Linked DNA regions of Sus scrofa: all the other regions are linked to region 2. The links are chromatin contacts, called in public HiChIP or PLAC-seq maps. All regions are on one chromosome and are shown on one strand. Each heading gives the region's core, a stretch centred on a gene start, on an enhancer-like site or on the middle of the called end of the contact. The rest is flanking DNA. Distances are from core to core; before and after follow the strand shown. Region 1 has its middle 68 kb from the start of LY86. Region 2 overlaps RREB1 (ras-responsive element-binding protein 1). Region 3 has its middle 120 kb from the start of LY86.

Region 1 (4,216 bases), core at 1,586-4,085, 370 kb before region 2:
TGTGTCACGGTGCAGCCCTAAAAAGACAAAAAGAAGACAAAAAAAAAAAACCAAAAACAAAGATGTCTTCATTTGGGGGGGTCCCTTGCAAACATCTAAGGGAGTGTCTCGTGCACCATCTGCATCTGACCTCAACGTAGGGAAGAGAGAGCACCTCCCAGTAACAAGCTTAGGTAATTAAACTTCTCTCAGTGCCATGATTCATCCTCCTTTAACCTTCAGACTCTACACATAAAATGTGGATTGTTTTTTTCCATCAGGGGACAGAAAATCAAGCAGTGACTTACCCAAGTTAGAAATATATATTTCTCTCTCCTCATGAACTTGGGCAGTCCATGATCTGGGGCTTGGGTTGGTGTTATTTTGTGGTTTCATCACCCTCTGCAGATGGCATTTGTCTCATGGCCCAAAATGGCTGTCCAGGTCCAGCCACCTCATCATATGCCACCCATCAAGCAAGGAGAAAGGGCAGGAAAAGAACAACCCCTGTTTTAAGGTCTCTTCCTATGTTCACAGCTTACACATATACCATACTGGCCAGAAGTCAACCCAAGGCCATCTAAGCTTCGAGCGAGGATGAGAAATATAATCATGGTTCTGGGTGTTTACAGATGCATGCGAATGTGGCCCCCAGACCTCCGACTGCAGGGAGGGCCATGGTGTGAGGGCCCCAGCCCTGGAACCGTCACCGCATTTGCAGTGAGGTTGTGCTTCCCACAGGCTGCTCCCAGGCCGAGCACAGCTGTGACCCAAGGCAGGTTCTTTCTTGGGACGTCTCTGGTGGGCGACATTGGCTAGCAGCCTCTATGACATATCCGGCACTACCTAACCAGTTATGCCAAATGTTAGTGGCTAAAAACAACACGCATTTATTGACTCACGGTTCCTGTGGGTCAGGAAATCAGGTGTGGGTTAATTAGTTCCTGGGCTTCAAGACCCCTCGTAAGGCTGAAGTCGTGGTGTCAGCCAGGGCTGTGGTCTCATCTGAGGCCTGACTGGGGAAGGAGCTGCCTCATGCTCCCCTGCTGGTGGTTGTCCGCTGTTGGCCTTGAGGGGAGGCAGGGGTGGGGGAGGGGAGGAGGGGCTCAACGCCTTCCTAGTTCCAGCCCAGCAACTTAGTCCATCAAAATCGACACAAGAGAGCGGATCCAGGAAGATGGGGGCCACGGTCTTCTATAACAGCATCAAGGAAGTGACATCCTGTCCTTTTGCCACATTCTTAGGAATAAGTCGCAGTGTCCAGTTCATTCTCAAAGGGAAGGGATTATACAAAGGCATGGGCTCCTGGACACAGGAGCCACTGGGGCTCAGCTCTGAAAAGTGCAGGTGGCCAAGGTCCCCAGTTTGTCAAACTCTTTCCTTAGACCTGCCCTGTAATCGCAGTTGCTCCCACCCTCCCTGCCTCTCTCCCGACCTCTCTCCCTCCCTTCCTTCCTTCCTCCTTCCCTCTCTCCTGCACCTGGGCTCAGACCTGACTTGGGGTCTGGGGGCCCACCCAGCCTTCCTCTGGCCCCTCTGTCCTTCCTAACAGACATTCTCCCTAACAAATTCCCTGCATCTTAAATCTCTTCTTAGCACCAGCTTCTCAGGACTAACACAGTGGCCACGGGCCAGCTGAGATGCCGCGGTTTCCGTTGCTGAGGAGTAAGAGGAGAAAGGATTCTGAGAAGATTTGCCAGACTTAATATAAAGATTTAATACAAGGACTTAATATAATTCTGAAATCACCCACGTGTGGCTCCCAGTGCATCTGATATTAAAGGTAAAATACACCATCTCCCAAATTTAAATAAGTAGAAAACCTTTTTCTACCTTGATCAACATATGCATATTGCACGTGTTACGATAATCCTTTACCTGACTTAGAATTTAAATTTCTAGCGAGTAAGAGCCTAAGAATAAAGTCAATATGCACAAACGATGAGGACTGATTCCAAATCTTAGCATTTTTATTGCATAATTTAAAGACATGTTTTAGGTCCAATAACTGTTTATGTGGCAATTTTCACTTAAGTCCTTAATTTTGTACTGATTTTCTAAAAGTGATGGGTAGATTAATCTAAATTTGCTAAGAACTCAGGTATAGAGAGTAGGCAGGTTTAGAAACTGAGCCAGAAGTTACAATAAATTGTTCGGACAAATTCTTTCCCTTACGGTCTCAAGGAAGAACAGGCTACTGCGTTTTTATTCATCATACATTATTTTACTCATTCTGTGTCTGCTTTACCATTGTTGCTAATGTGAAATATATAAATAAATACTCTAAAGACTATTCCTCTGGTTTGGCTTTTGCACCACACACAGTTCATAAAGAGGGAATCTTAGTTCTTTTTTTCCAGGAAGTCCAGAGTGTGTAGTTCCCAAGCTCAGCCAGGAGGTGGCAGTCGTGACCACTGAGAAAACCCTGACGCTCGGCCTCCATCAGCTTCTCATTGCCCAGCGGATGCTTCCTGGACCTAATCTGATTCTTAGGAGAGCGATTTCCTACTTACACAAACACCAGCCCCAAACAGAAACTAACCTCATCCTGCAGATAAAGAATGTTTGTGCCTCACAAGTTGTCAGACTCTCTTCGTTACAGCCAGACCCTCTGTCAGTAGCATCCCAGCAGCAGGAGGCAGCTGTGCATTGGGGGAGCAGAGTAAGCACCGCCCCCCCACACACACTGAAGCCCCCTATCTTATCAGATGGGCCCTGGGGGTCGGGGGAAGGACTCAGCGGGGCTGCCAGACGGATCCCAGCTCCAGGAAGCCTGAGCATGCTGGAGGATTCCGCAGGAAATAACAAGAAGCTGGGAGGCGGTGGGGTTGAGGGAGCAGCGCTGTGGCCGAGCCCTGAGCCACTCAGACAAGGTTTTTTCCAGCAGCAATGCCCACGTGTCTTCCTCTTGCAAGCACAGGTCTGATGGGCTTTCCCAGGATGTGTTTGATTGAAATGGATTTTTGCCACCTTCTCAGAGACAGGACTAGGGCCCTGCTCAGACAGCGGTAGGCTCTGGAGGCTTGCGGAAGCTGTTTAGAGTCCAGACCTGACCCCAAGGGTCAAAGACTGTAGTCGGGGTGAGAGCACAGACGGACGGAATGTGGACGTGATCCTGGAAAGAAGATAGAGGAGTCCCCCCCCGTCCCCAAACCCCAGCCTCCAGCCACTTTCACTGTGTGGCTCAAAACATATTGAGAAGAACAGAAATGGCCCTTAGGCTCCTCCATCCACTGCAGGCTTGCAGGGGACACGGCCCCCAGCTCCGTCAAGTCCCTGCCCAGACAAAAGACGGCGGAAGATCTCGTGGGCTGTGGCAACAGAGGGACCTGGCCTGAGGATTCGGAGAAGCAGCATAAGCCTCTGTTTCCTGGGGTGTTAAGCAGGGGCAAAGTCCGGACCGTGGGCGGGGCCAGGGCTGAGAAATGAGGTCAGACAGTTAAGTCCCTAGGACAGGGCTTGAGCGTTTGGGAAACTGGTTACAGACACTCAGCCCAGGGAGTGGCCACACAACAGAGAAAACTCACCAGCAGAGGCTGAGCGAGTCCTGGGCTTGTCACACCCATGGTTCTGTAAAGAACCAGCACACACACACACACACACACACACACACACGCGGCTCCTCCTCCATCCTACACACACCCACCAGGTCTGCCTAGAGCCACATCTTTGCTTCCAGCAAGATGCCCCTGGAGGTTTTCTCTTTTCCATCTGCCTGAAAATGGTCCAGAGTGTCCAGCGGGGGTGCAGTCCCCGCCCCCCGGGAGTCTGTACACCTGGGATGCCCTTGACTCTGGTCCACCATCCAGGGCTTACCCCAGCAGGCCGCTGCTTCCCCTGCAGCCAAAAAGAGTCACCTGCTGAGTGGGATGAGTGACTGGAGATGCTTGCCTCTATGGCTTCCGACTCGGAGACCGAGCCTCAGCTCTAGCACGCACTGGAAGCCAGGAAAGGAAAGGTCTCCTGCAAGGTTCGAGAGAAGGTGGGAACTCATAGGAGCCACTGGAGGAAAAGCCACTGCCATAAACACCACTTCCCACCTGCTGGCCCCTGAGCAGGAGCCGGCTCCGGCCCCAGGCGACCCTGGCGGCTGCTGCGGGGCCTGCTTGCTCTTCTCGCAGCTTCTGGGGAGAATCTGCACTATTTACAGCTGCCCTGGAGCTCAGCCTTTGCCCAGATCGATTCCAAATGCCTTCCTGACTGAACGGGGGCACCAGATGGGTCAGCCTTCTGTGTC
Region 2 (3,935 bases), core at 18-2,517:
CTGAATGGCTAGCAGAGTGTACTGCAAGAGACAGAGGAAAATGAGAGTCCAAGGTCACATGGATGTTGAATTTTTACTTTTATTATTTTTTTATTATTTTTTTGTCTTTTTAGGGCCTCACCCGTGGCATATGGAGGTTCCAGGCTAGGGGGTTATTTGGAGCTGAAGCCACCAACCTACAGCACAGCCACAGCGTCAGATCCGAGCCCCATCTGCGACCTATGCCACAGCTCACAGCAACGCCGGATACTAAATTTTTAGAAATTACTGAGAATTTAGGGAAAAGACATCAAGTTTCCACTTTGAGTATCCTCTCTCTCTTCAGTTTATGCAAGCCTAAGACAAGGCCACTTTGACCTTTCTGTGTCCTAGGGTTAAAAGAGATTTTTCAATGCTTTCCCCGAATGGCAAGGCAAGGGATTTTAAAACATTGTTTTCTTTCATTTCATTAAAAAAAAAAAATTCTCGGGACTGCCCTCTAGGACGAAAGGTTCTCAAGGTCCCAGCAAAAAAGTCCTGGAGCATACGTTGTGATAATTCTGAAGATGTCTGATCTTACAGGGATTTCCTTTCTTCCCCTTTTCTTAAAGATTCTTTAGGATTTTGTCCTCTGATCACTAATTTCGTTTCCAGAGTTAGCACAGTTAAGTCAGCTAGAATGAAATACAGAGTAAACATGCTGGTCTCAGAAATCATGTAAGATTCCAAAATCTTCGCCTGTGTCTCCTTCCCAAAAATAGGAATGTGATTTGTGCCTCTTTTTACTGAAAAGGATCTGCATGTTGTTAAGACGCTAAGAATTAGCCTCTTCCTGCCCGTCCCTGCAGGCTGCCCCTGGGCATCGGTGCGAACTCCAGCAGAGCTGCGGAGCGCGCACTGCTCCCCCCCGGGGGTCGTGTCCCCTCCCTGGAGCCGTCTCGAGGCGGTCAGGATGTGTTGCGGTCCTGGGCTCCCGGCGGCCCAGGGGAGGGGCCTGGGAGGACGCGGCGGAAGGCGGCCGGGTGGCCGGCCCTCCTCGGGCCGCGGAGCCTTCCCGCTCCGGCCGTCTAAGCAGAAGCGCGTCCGCACAGCAGACAGCACGGCGGCCGTCGTCCCGGGACTCGCCCGTGCCCGTCGCGCCGCGGCGGCCAGTGGGACGCCGGCGGACGACGGCTGGGCGGCGGGGTCGCGAGGCGCTGGTCCAGCCCGGGCCTCCGCGCCCCCCGCCCACCTCGGCGCCCGCGCGGGGCCGCCCGCTGAGCGGGCGGCGGGGCCGTCAGTCAGAGCGGCGGGCGCCGATTGGCCGGCCGGGCGGCAGGGGCGGGGCGGAGGCGGGGCTCGGGCCGCCTTCCGTGGGCCGCTCCGGCGTCGCTTCCACGAAGACCTTGAGGCGCTCCCTCGGCCGGCGGCGGCCGGGCGGCGATGTCGCGAAGGGCCGGAGCCTTCGAAGAGCCCGTTTAGTAACCGAGCTCGTTGTTAAGAACTGGATTCCTCGCAGGCAGAGATTAGAAAATGTGTGCGCCCCGAGTGAAGCCCTCGCTTCCTTCCTTTTTTTGGCGTCCGTTTGAGGCCATTTAGCCTGAGACCACTTTTCAGTTTCCAGAAGTTTTGCGTAGGCGTGAGCGTGCCCACTCGCGTTTTGTAGTAATTGCCCGGGTGGCGTACCTGCCGGTTACCGTTTTAATGAGAACGGCGTGTGGCTGAAAAAGTGTCCGCAGAGCCCTTTGGAGGAGGAGGAGGAGGAAGGGGGAGGAGGATGAAGAGGAGGAGGAGGAGGAGGAGGACGAGGAGGAGGGATGCAGCCGTTGGCGGGAAGCCGGGTTGCTGGGGGAAGGACGGGGGCAGCTTCTGCAGGCCTGGGCCTGGTCTCTTCCTTTTCTGCAGAATGTTGGGCAGCTGTTGTGTGTTTCCCATGTGACCCACCTTCTGTGGATGGAGCCCCGGGGGCAGCGCCATCGCGGCTTCCAGTTTTAAATCCCCCCTCCCAGCAGTGCTGGGGGCAGACTCCCGGCCCCTGTCCCCAACCCTCCCCCCACCCCCCAGGGGCGTGTGGTCACGTAGTGATGAATCCATTGCGCTGGGGCACTGTCTCCATGCTCTGCTTCAGGCCCTGGAGCTTTTGGCTCCTGGGGCCAAAGGCCACCTGCCACCAGGCGCCCGGCTGAGTATGCCCTGTGTCCCCCACAGGCCCTGCTCTGAGCTGGCACAGTGGGCGTGCGGGAGGCCCCTGCCTGTGCCTCTGTGCCATCCTGTGGCCGGCTCACCCACCCAGAGCACTGTCACCTGCACCTGGGAGCCTTGGTCCCTCCTGCATGAGCAGCTTTGTACCCAGACCGCTTCAGGTGAGCCCGCCACTCTGTGACTTGTCTCATTTTTGGTGTGTTTTCTCGTGATCACTTTTCACTGCGCTGCAGCATCCAAAACAGTGATTAAGACAAGGGGTTTCAAATTCAGGAGGTCTGTTGTGAGACTGGGGCTTGTCAGTCTGAAAAAGCTTCCCTGGTAATTCTAACACACACCCTTATAAAGCTTTCAAAATTGTATTTATAAACGTGGTACTTGTACCTTTATGTCTGATGAGACGGACAAATACATTTGAGCCACTGGGATATGTTTTTTTTAAGTAGAGTTAGAAAATGATTCACGAACCTTGAAGTTCTCCTGATGGTTGCTTGCTGCAACCCTGAGTTTCCTGTTAAGCGAGGTATTGTCCAGGTACTAGACCCCTGATAGGCCCGCTGCACCGGCAGGTGTAAATGCCACTAATTAATTTTTTAAGAAGTTGGCTCTCTGACAGAATTATCAGGGATGCTGAGTAGCTGGTACCAGATGTTTCTTTTGTTAAGGCCGAGGAGAGGTTATGTCACAGGTAATGCAGCAACGGACGTTTAATCTCTTGGTCTGAGGCTCTGGATTTGGGGATGCCGAATATGTTGTTTCAAGGGTGGGGGAGGACGTTCCTTCTGGTGTCTGCTGGCTCTCCCCCCACCCTACCCCACCCCACCCCCACAGCTCCTGCGGTATTATCTTCTGTAGAGGTGTTTCCTCAATTATCATCAGGCCCAGCTCTTGTTAGAAAGAGGGTAGATGCTACTCGGGCCTCTTTATCTAGACCCTCTGGCTCACCATTTTGCCACAGCTGAAGAGACAGCCTGTGCTTCTAACTGAATTCGGCCTTTTTTTCACTCCTTACTGGGAAACAACAGGAAAGTCGGCCGCTCATCATTTCGTGTGCAGACTTTACAGCCTCTGAGCAGCCTCTGCTCTCGCAGTTGATGAATGCACCATTTGTTGTGTGGAGCACAACTGCTAGATACAACTGGCCTTGCAGCCCACTCTGCCTGCGACCAGAGGGCATCACTGGCGCCTTTTTTTTCCTTTTCACCCCCCCCTTCCCCTTCTGCATAGGCCAGATTTTTGCTTTAAATACCATTTTGGCCACACTAGTTTCTTTGACCCAGCTTACACTTTTCAAATGTGAGTTGCAGAAGTATGGTTTAATTTACTCAAGCCCTTAGTATAGGGGTTCTGAATGAAAGCGAGTGCTTTACTTTATTAAAGGAGGAGATCCGTTTCTGTGGCTTTTGCATACGTGCTTTTTGTTTTACAATATCAAAGAACCATGTGACTTTGAAATTTTATTTTAAATGGCTTTGAAGTTCAAAAGTTTGTTTTTTCCCTAGATCATCATATCGCGTAAGCTTTACCCAAAATCTCTTTGTCATCAAGTATTGTCTTCAGTTTAGGCTTTAAGGGAAGCTATTAAACCCAAACCGTACGATGCGGTTTTCTAGAGTATTTGGCTGTTATCATTACAAATGACTATAAGTTATCATTCTTTTCTCTTCTTGAAAGAGGGTCGTTTGCCAAATGATAGCATTAATGTTAAAAACTTCGCTTCTGTTTTGTTTCTCTCACAGGTACATTCTTTTGGGCCCTGTAATTATATATGTGGT
Region 3 (4,532 bases), core at 819-3,318, 320 kb before region 2:
CATTGTTTCAAGCTATCGGAACTTGGCCGTTTAGAAGGTGCTAGAAACTAGTGCAACACTCTTAGCCACATGGCCCAAACGAAAAAGCAAATCATTCCTATTTAATGACTAATAATGAAACAATAAGGTTATGCCCACTGTAAAAATGTCAACAAGCTGGAGACATATTAAGAGAGCAGAACATTCGAGCCAGATGATGCAAAAAAGACAGAAATGGAGAACTTGGGGAGACTGCCGCTGGTCTGGGGTCAGGCTGGTAAGGAGGTTTCCTGTCACGTGGGAAGGGCCACCAGAGGCCGGCAGCTACCAGGAAGGCCTGCAGTGAAATCGTGGCGGCCTCATGAGCCCAGCTGGGAAGATGGAGAGACGCCAACTGCAGGTGGGAGGACTGTCACCCGTGTGTCTGCAGCCATGACCCAAGGCCCCCTGGCACTGGCTGGCAGCTATACAAAGGTCAGGAGGTGACCACACTCGCTAGTACAGGGCATCACTAGTACAGGGCAGCTGTGGCCTGAGCAGGAGCTTCACGCCTATCTTCTTAAGTATCTTCCATAACGAAGAGCCCAGCCCCCGCTTCTCTTCCCATCTCTAGACCCCACCCCCACCAGGTCACTAAAGCATCCCTGGAGGTGTCTCTAAGTGTTTCTTCTTTATTTTCTCTTTTTAGGGCCGCACTTGTGGCATATGGAAGTTCCCAGGCTAGGGGTCCAGCTGGAGCTGCAGCTGCCAGCCTACACCACAGCCACAGCCACAGGGGACCTGGGCCGCATCTGCAACCTACACCACAGCTCACGGCAACACCAGATCCTTAACCCACTGAGCAAAGGCCAAGGACGGAACCTGCATTCTCATGGATACCAGTTCTTTGCTCTTAACCCACTGAGCCACAATGGGAATTCTCTATAAGCATTTCTAAATGTGTCTAAACCCAAGTCTTAATCCCCTCAACAGACCTGAAGCTCCTCTAGGCTTCCGTTTCAGTGGCGTCACCACTGTCTACTCAGCCGCTCACCAGAAACTGGGAGGCATCCTTGCTTCTTCCCATCTGAGCCCAGTCTCCATTCTCCGTGTTTGTGGCTTCCACCTGGACCAAGCCACCGTCATCACTTGCCTGGACTTTGGTCAGAGCCTCCTAAGCTGTTGCTTCCTTCGTGACCCACCCCCACAGGCCCATCCCCCCATGGCAGATAGGACGGTCCTTGCAAAGCCAGAGTCCCAGGGCTTCCCCTTCCCGCAGCTCTGAGGGCACATTCCAGCTTCTGGAGGATGCCCCCTCCTGGGGCAGTGTCCACCTCTCCTTCCTCCTAGGGGCACTTGGACCAACCCTGCTTCTCTGGGTTCCGTCCTTACTGAGTTCTCTTGCTTCTACCAGTACTTTCCAAAGAGCAATCATGTTCCCTTTCAGGCTAAAATGCAAAATAGAGCCTGGCTTATCTCCCAAGAAGGCCAAACTCCAAGTCAATCCTGGAACATCTTTTGCCCACTTGAAAATTCTTGAAAAGCAACCGCTGATTCCCAGCCAGGCTCCCTGCCCCCGTGCTCCCCCGCCTCGTCCACTCTGCATCCTCTGCAGCCTCTGGTCACCGCTGCAGCTGGGCTCTGCCCCTTCAGAAGCCGACGCTCCAGCGAGGTGGGGGATTTATGGTGGAAGGTTACACAGAGCGTAAATCTGGCCTCAGGAATCAAGGGCTGTGACATTTTTACGGCCTCCTCCTCCAAGCCCCTGCGTGGATATGAAGCAACCAGAGGGAAGAACATCTGGTTTCACTTTTTTTATTCACTACCCCAGCTCCCATCTGACAAAACCCTCCGTCTTGCCAGTGTTCTGGTGGATGGTGGAATGAATGAGCCCTGGGGCAGCTCTCTGCCGCAGATCTGCTTTTCCTGGCTCATCACGGGGTAAAGAAACCGCGGGGACCAACGGGCCGCCACCGCTGCACTGAAACAAAGCGTGTACCCAAGTTGAGGCCGGGGTGGCAGGCTGCGAGCTCGCCTGACTTACGGAAGGACATCTACCAGGGCGGCGAGGGCTGGCCCGGGCCTCCCCGCTCGCAGGGGGCGTGGCCGGGACGCGCGCGATGAATGCTGGGACTTGTAGTCTCTGTGGGCAAGATGGCCGCCAGTGAGAGTCGCACACCGCCGTCGCTGGCCGGGACTTAGCAAAGTAAGGGTTCCCGTAATGACTACAGGTCCCCTGGAGGAAGGCACACCAGAGATAAGAAGCCGCTCCAATAAGTATCTCCTGTTCCGCGTGGCTAGCCCAGAGCCCCACCTCACGGCAGAGGCTTGCTTCTCAGCTGATGGCGAGGCCCTGCGGGAGCCAGTTAGAAAAATGTGCCCCTTGTCACTCATGCCGACTGACCGTAGCCAGTCAGGTAATTGACCAGCAGGGAGGATGAGAACCAGGCTTCTGGCTCTCCCTGTCCCGCTTACTAGATACCACTCCATCAGCCCGGGTAATGGGAGCCCTAATCTTTCATCACCTGCTCCCTAAGCTGTGCGCTGGCCGGAATGTTCCAGAAAAGATGGAAAGCAACAAAGTCCAAGCAGGACAGTGCACCGGGGCCCTGTGAGGACGGCCCGAGTGGCCAGATCTCCTGCTCCCCCTCCCCCCGCCCCCGTCTCCAGGACTCCAAAAGCAGATCCCCGCAGACCGAAATCCCTCCAGAGTCCTCACGGCCTGTTGAACAAGCTCGTCTGTACAGTGCGCATCTATCCTTCTCACTCACTGCTGCCCCAACTCGCACCCTAGGAGGGTTATGTGCAGATGCGAATGGTGACTTTTATGAGCTGCCCGAAGCTGTGTGCCCAGAACTGCACTGGATCCCAGAAGGCGGTGCCGTTACGTCCATTTTTCAGATGGTGAAATGGAGGCATGGAAGTTAAAGCCTCTACCACCTGCTGCCCTCAAACCTGAAATCCAGCAGGTGGTTCTGCGGAGGTAAGCATGGAGCCAAGCAGACAGTCGGCACGGGAACCGCAGCATCACCCACCTCGGGAGGGCCTCATGCTGCTGCCGCCAGCACTGGTGAGTGGCCTCTGCTCCCAGAGTTTACTCCCTTGACCCCCCCCCCCATTGACCTCCAGCAGAGACCCTGATCCCTCGGGGGCTGTGCTCTGGCCTGGCTGGTGGGGGGACTTTAAACCCCCCCCCCATGCCTGGATTCCAACATAGAGATTCTGATGTAATGAGCCTGCGAGGTGAGCCTGGACATAAGGGAGGTTGAAAAGCTCCCTGGGGGATTCTAATAATGTGACCAAAGTGGACACACTGACCTAGACTCAAACTTCATCAGAATAACACAAACCAAGCCTACAGACGCCCGTCATGGGCAGGCACCCAATGCCGTGGGCATCCCTTCTGTTTGAAAGGCAGAAGCACCCAGCAAGCATCAAAGGCAGGTGACTTAAGGGCTTCAGTCCCTCACTGACCCCGCTACTCCTCTCTGCCCCTCCCTCTCCACTGCGCCCCCCCCCCCCCGCCCCAGAAGCTTGAAAACAGTTTTTTTCACTTCCATTTACTGCTCTCGTCTATTATAGCCAACCTTCTGTTTTTCTTTTTTGGCTGCCCTGCGGCATGTGGAGTTCCCAGGCCAGTCTCCACCTAAACTGTGCCTGGCGGGGGGATCGAACCTGCCCAGCCAGTCCCGAGACGCCGCTGATCCCCTTGCGCTACGGTGGGGACTCCGACAGCCAAGCTTCTTGAAAGAGCTGTCAACACAGTTTATATCCACTTTCTCTCCTTCCAAACATTTACCCAATCCAATCCGACTTCCACTCGTGCCAAGGTCACGGCTGGCCTCCATGTCACCTACCTCAGCCATCTTTCCAGACCCTTGAGCTTGGGTGCAAGACAGAAACCCCCTCTCCCCTCCTGGCCCCCTTAGGGCCACCGTTTCTGGATTTTTCTTCCCTGTCCCGATTCCCCTCTCTTCTCAGCCTCCTTTGCCAGACTGTCCTCCTCCACGCAAACCCCGAAGAACGAGCTCACCGGGGCTCTCTCTGGGTCCTTGCCTGCGTGAGCCCATCTGCACCTAGGCTTCGTGCTAGCAACCCCCAAACTAACACCCCAGACTCGGGTGCACCCCGACCAATCTGAAACATCCATTTCGTCCCAAAGGCACTCCCCGTTTCGGACATCCTGCCTCGCATCTCTTGACTGTCGCAGCTCAGCTTGAATGCAGAGTCTCCACGGCCGGCTGAGGCCACAAACCTCTCTCTCAAATCTGTGCCCTGGTCTGTCTGCTTTAGGGCCGGATGACAGCCCCTTTCTGGAGTTGCCACTGTGGCTCAGCGGATTAAGAACTAGACTGGTACCCATGAGGCCGCAGGGTGACGTGCAGCCATGTCATGAGAAGGACACTCACGCAGACTGGGACACGGAGAGGAACAAGCAATGACAAGCACGAACTTGGCTGCCCTGAGCGTCAGCCACCTTGGCCTCCACTGTAGCCTCAGCCAGCACCTTCGCGGCAACCTCATGGGAGACCCTAGGCCAGAACCTCCAGCTGATCAGTTCCAGAAATCCTGCC

What was found. HiChIP or PLAC-seq counts read pairs in DNA pulled down with a chosen protein or histone mark.
Region 1: a contact with region 2 is called in an H3K27ac HiChIP or PLAC-seq map of skeletal muscle, with 4 times the contacts expected there. The contact joins two enhancer-like sites. A contact is called at or near these places in 2 of 2 datasets of contacts at active chromatin or transcription factors (alveolar macrophages and skeletal muscle).
Region 3: an H3K27ac HiChIP or PLAC-seq map of skeletal muscle shows a contact between it and region 2. The contact joins two enhancer-like sites. A contact is called at or near these places in 2 of 2 datasets of contacts at active chromatin or transcription factors (alveolar macrophages and skeletal muscle).

The regions. Positions count from the first base shown.
Region 1 is chr7:4,174,241-4,178,456 of Sscrofa11.1, forward strand. No RefSeq gene overlaps it. Among named protein-coding and RNA genes, the nearest start is that of LY86, 68 kb to the left of the region's middle. Within about 2 kb of position 2,836, at least 40 of the 83 cell types and tissues checked have an H3K27ac peak or open chromatin away from gene starts, as enhancers often do. A contact at or near this core is called in alveolar macrophages and skeletal muscle, where this site is marked.
Region 2 is chr7:4,541,919-4,545,853 of Sscrofa11.1, forward strand. The region is part of intron 1 of RREB1 (ras-responsive element-binding protein 1); the gene reads left to right. Among named protein-coding and RNA genes, the nearest start is that of RREB1, 32 kb to the left of the region's middle. Within about 2 kb of position 1,268, at least 67 of the 83 cell types and tissues checked have an H3K27ac peak or open chromatin away from gene starts, as enhancers often do. A contact at or near this core is called in alveolar macrophages and skeletal muscle, where this site is marked.
Region 3 is chr7:4,224,958-4,229,489 of Sscrofa11.1, forward strand. No RefSeq gene overlaps it. Among named protein-coding and RNA genes, the nearest start is that of LY86, 120 kb to the left of the region's middle. Within about 2 kb of position 2,069, at least 66 of the 83 cell types and tissues checked have an H3K27ac peak or open chromatin away from gene starts, as enhancers often do. A contact at or near this core is called in alveolar macrophages and skeletal muscle, where this site is marked.